2 separate regions of the Danio rerio genome follow, and region 1 is linked to region 2. A link is a contact called in public Hi-C data. All regions are on one chromosome and are shown on one strand. The core of a region is the stretch at or near the end of the contact, and the rest is flanking DNA. Distances in the headings are between cores, read along the strand shown. Region 1 holds the start of rin1b (Ras and Rab interactor 1b). Region 2 has its middle 13 kb from the start of gal3st3.

Region 1 (2,700 bases), core at 127-2,626, 140 kb after region 2:
GTGTGCTCAATATGCAAAAAAAAAAAAATAAATTTTTTTTTTGAAATTTTACCATTTGTTACTAAATGGTTATTAGGCAAAATAAAAACATTGTCAATAATAAAATGGGCAATGTTCATAAGAGATCCCTGTCTGCAGAAGACTGACTTAGTGATTAAGTTTTTAAATGTAGCAGTGTATGTACTCCTGAATTATTCAGCTTTTAATAATTACCTTACATGTGCTATAGAGTTGGTGTGTCCACACATACAGTTAAGGTCAAAATCATTAGCCCCCCTTTGATTTTTTTTTCTTTTTTAAATATTTCCCAAATGATGTTTAACAGAGCAAGGACATTTTCAGAGTATGTCTGATAACATTTTTTCTTCTGGAAAAAAAAAATCTTATTTGAACAAACAAACATCATTATACAATAACTTGCCTAATTACCCTAATCTGGCTAGTTAACCTAATTAGCCTAGTTAAGCCTTTAAATGTCACTTTAAGCTGTATAGAAGTGTCTTGAAAATATCTAGTCAAATATATAATGTAGGCCACTGTCATCAAGCAAAGATAAAATAAATCAGTTATTAGAGATGCGTTATTAAAACTATTATGTTTAGAAATGTGATGAAAAAAATCTCTTCGTTAAACAGAAATTAAAGGAAAAAAAATAAAAAGGAGGCTAATAATTCAGGGGGTCTAATAATTCTGACTTCAACTGTATATGATAGCATCTTCCTGCGTTGTCATCGAATTAAATTTGTGATTTATTTACCCTTTTTAACCGTTTTTATACTGCTAAACTGTCTTTACATTGTTGAAATAAGTTAATTTGTCGTAATTTATCTCTCTGACAGGATCTCTGGTTTTCGCGCGCTTTCTCCTCTTTATCCTCTGGCGACATCCAGCGGATATGAAGTGAAGTGCATTACCTTTTCTCCGGTGGGCTGTGTCCTCAACACTTCCACTCTTGGTTTTGATCTAATTTATGACATAATTAGCAAACTTATGTGTTTGCATGCTCGTCTGTCCGTTACTATTATTTATAATTCCCCAAATAACTGTAATAATTCGTACTATTATATCACGGCAGACGAGATGTTCAAATAGATTACTTAATTTCATTTAATTTTATATGTATTTTTACCAAACATTTGACTGTATTTTGACCCACATAAGACTTATTTTTCTTTCGGTGTCTCTATGTGCGCGCGCATATTGTATGACTGGAGTTGTTTTGTGTGGGGAAAGTTGCGCGCGGTTCTCCAGTGCGCGTGAATCAGAGTGTGATGAACACGGAGGATCATTTAATGACACCAAACTCACATCAACAGGGTTCATCACATCAGATTCAGCACATTGTCAAAACAAGACCTGGTGCTGCTAGAAGGATCAGATGAGGGTGAAAAGATCGTCTGAATTCAACAACCTGAGGATGGACACGAAGAAGAAGGGGAACTAATAAAGCTGAAGGTAAACTTTCTCATATTTACCATCATTTACTGACACTAATTTTAAGAAATGGATCATGACATTTCCTTATTTATGCTCATTTGCCGTGTTTTTCTGTTTAAATATACAATGTTTTATCTGTGGAGTAACGTTACTGTGTTGTTACCATGGTACCAGATTTTACCACAGTACGTTCAGTGTATAGATAACGTTAACGGACTATTAAAAAGTAATGAAGTATTGCCATCTTGTTGTTTTGTTTGAATGTGTGCCAGGCTAATGCCACAAAATACGTTGATTTACTCAGGTAATGTATAGATGTGTGTTCATCATACTTTAATTGTCGCATTGTACTGCTGTTTTATTTATTTATTTAATTTTAAGATGGACAGATTACTGAAAACCAGACAAAGCCACTTAGAAGTATTTCCATAATTTGTTAATGTGGTAATACCGTGTTTTGTCTTGATTTTAAAGTAAATTGATGTACCGTGGTATAAAATTATGGTAATCATTCAGTACCATGGTGCACGATACATTTCTGTAACATGTTATGTATTAGATAGATAGATAGATAGATAGATAGATAGATAGATAGATAGATAGATAGATAGATAGATAGATAGAAGGATAGAAGGATGGATGGATAGAGCAAAGTAAGACTAACAAAAGTACTTAAATATTACCATATGTATAAATGTTGTTATACCTAAATACAGTATGGTCATCATTCAGTACCATGGTACAGTAAATACTGTATCATAATGTCACATTGTGTTACCACAGAACAAAAGAAAAATGGACTACTGGATATATAAATATGCCATGTTTTTATCTGTGGAATAGTGTTACTATGATGTCACCATGGTATTACCATTAATGTACCATGGTAACCTATTTCTCCACTCTCCAAGACTCAAAAATATTGAAGTATTATCGTGTTTCTTGTTCAAATGTGTGCCATTGTAGTTGTAAAACATCTTAATTTGTTAGTCTGGTAATGTATAGAATGTAGTTCATCTTTATTATATGATATCTTCAGTGTCAAAAGATGGAGAGATTGCTGAAAACCATGGATGGATACAGAAAACCGATGTTAAAATCCTTAAATGTTTATAAATATGGTCATTATTCAGTACTGCCATGGTACAGTAAATCAGTGTACCATCTTATTATGATCTGCTATCATCAATGATTTATTAAACTCATATTGAACTATCATAGTATAAAACAAATTGAGTACTAGAAAAGACTAAGTAAGTGGCT
Region 2 (2,700 bases), core at 1-2,500:
AAAGTGCACACAGTGTTGCCAGATGTAGCTGACTGATTCCAGCCCCAAAAGTATCCAAAACCCGCCGAAATGCAAAAATACCCGCTCAGTCTTCTGTATTCAGGAAAATCACGTCAGTGACAGATTTTAAACAGACAATTACAGATTGTAAGCATACGTCTCGAACACAAAAATTTAACATCATGATTATCATCAGCATTAATGACCAGGACAAATCTAAAAGTCTGTTCAAGTCCACCATTCTAAGTCTATACAACATTTAGCATTTTAACCAACAGTACAACGACACTTATATTCACTTTATTTTACATCTACAGAATCGTTAGAAAATTGTAATCTTTATTTTAGGCAAAAAAAAAAAATCGCGATTCTCATTTTAGCCAGAATCATGCAGCTCTACTAGAAGTGTGGTTTATTCATAAACTAATTTCGAGAGGATCACGTGCTTATAATCAACACGGCTGGCTCCTTGTTAGCTCCGTAATCAGCCCTATTAGATGATTACGGAAGCATTATAAATAACCTGAGTTTTTCACTCCGGTTATCTTCGTCTTCCACCCATACATCCTCCCACTTTTTCTGATCGGGCGACACGGTGGCCCAGTGGCTAGCACTGTTGCCTCACAGCAAGAACACCGCCGGTCCAACCCATCGGGCCGGTTGGTGTTTCTGTGTGGAGTTTACATGTTCTCCTCGTGTTCGCATGGGTTTTCCCCAGGTTCCCCGGTTTCCTCCCACTGTCCAAAAATATAAACCATAGCCAATCGACTAAAACAAATTATCACCCAATACAACCTGAGTTTACACTTCTCACGGTGACAAGCAGGGGAGTTCTCGAGACCTACCTGACCTCGAATTCCCCTCTCGCCCTTCTAACGGGAGGGAGCCCCGGGCTCGAGGATATTACGAGCTCAGGGCTCTCTCTCGGGACAGCATGCCAAATACGCTTTATTGATTATCAGCTAAGTGTGAACTCTTGAAACAAGACAAAAACTGTATGAAAGAAAGGCTTTTTTGCAGTGTGGAAAGGTGGAGTTTGAAGCAGGACAGAGACAGCAATTCATTCAAGTGTCCCACACACACAAACACCTGTGTCATCTCAGCATTTCATGGAGATTCACACGCAATTTGTGAGAAAAGGTAAGTCTGAAATATCTCCTGTTCATCTTTAACTAGTGCTCTGTCCCTCTGTCCACCTTCATTCTCACCCTCAGCTCAAACACAAGCGCTATTCTTCTGACAAGCCGCTTTTAAACACACACACACACACACACACACTCTCTCAGGCCTCATTGTTGTTAACAGTGCTCTGTGTGTGCTGGGATACTTGATCCCACAAGGACAAAGTCACTGCACAGAAATAAAGGGGAGAGAAAAAGAGGAGTAGGGGGAGGATAAGAAACATATCCCAAACTACTGGAGACATTAAAACTCATGCTTGAGTTTAATAATGATCATTTAAAGGGCGCATGGTGGCTCTGTGGTTAGCACTGTGGCCTCACAGCAAGAAGGTCGCTGGTTCGAGCCTTGGCTAAGCGAGTTGGCATTACTGCAAAATGCTACGTTTACACATACACAAATGACATGTAAATGCATCAGCTTTTAACAGCGTAATACTCACTACTCTAGTACGTTTAAAGGTCTACTTTTTACTCATACTTTGAGTAATATTTACAACAGATACTTTTACTCTACTTGCACTAATTTTTAGGCAAGTAATGGTACTTTTACTTGAGTAGGATTCTTTCCACCACTGGGTTGTGGCTGGAAGGGTATCCACTGCATAAAACAAATACCAGCATAGTTGGTGGTTCATTCCGCTGTGGTGACCCCTGATGAATAAAAGGACTAAAATGAAAGAAAATGAATGAACTAATAAATCAGTGATAATAATTTATTTGTAAATAGCGCCTTTAATACTCAAACTGCTTACACAATAAAGAAACAGATGTAAAAACAGGTAACAATAAAAATGAAACATTCAGAATAGACCAAACATTTAATAATGTAAAAAAATCGTCAATATTTATGAGCATATGGCGGATGATAATCAGAAACTGAGAATAATAATAGAAAAATCCTTTGCAAAGCTCTGAAAACAGCTTTAGATTCACCATACATGACTGCAGATGAACTATAGATGAACACCATGGCAACCATTCTAACTCATAATAGCAACATTCTAAAAGCTGCCCTGTATGCGTTAGCAAGCGCATGGCAACAATGGAAGCCATTCTGAAAAGTGTTATTTTGGGGAAAAGTCTAGAAGGGATACAGCTGTGGATACTCATATCAGTATAACATAATGTTGGTGACACTGTACTACAATAATTCAGATTTTTACATTTTTACAGATTTTTACAGACTTTTACTGTGAGGGTTGGGGTTGATGTTAATAAAGTACACTATAATGGATAATTGAATAGTCTCTTATTAGCCCCCTTCAGCCATTTTTTTTTCTCGATTGGCTACAGAACAAACCACTGTTGTCCATTGAATCAGAATGCATTAAAATTGGGAAGGGGATTTAAGTGGCTTTGAACGTGGCATGGTTGTTCTGAAATAGTATTTCAGAAACTGCTGATCTACTGGGATTTTCACACACAACCATCTCTAGGGTTTACAGAGGATGGGAAAAAGAAAATATGCAGTGAGCGGCAGTTCTGTGGGCGCAAATGCCCTGTTGATGTCAGAGGTCAG

What was found. Hi-C and Micro-C count contacts between places; a contact is called where the count stands out from the background.
Region 1: a contact with region 2 is called in a Hi-C map of an unstated tissue, with 4 times the contacts expected there. The contact joins the promoter of rin1b here to the enhancer-like site in region 2. A contact is called at or near these places in 2 of 18 Hi-C or Micro-C datasets (caudal fin and an unstated tissue).

The regions. Positions count from the first base shown.
Region 1 is chr7:7,106,990-7,109,689 of GRCz12tu, forward strand. rin1b (Ras and Rab interactor 1b) reads left to right here and starts at 1,377. Exons shown (of 15, transcript XM_073908017.1): 1 at 1,377-1,455. It also overlaps a transcript of actn3b not described here.
Region 2 is chr7:6,964,076-6,966,775 of GRCz12tu, forward strand. It overlaps a transcript of actn3b not described here. Among named protein-coding and RNA genes, the nearest start is that of gal3st3, 13 kb to the right of the region's middle. Within about 2 kb of position 1,251, at least 10 of the 62 cell types and tissues checked have an H3K27ac peak or open chromatin away from gene starts, as enhancers often do.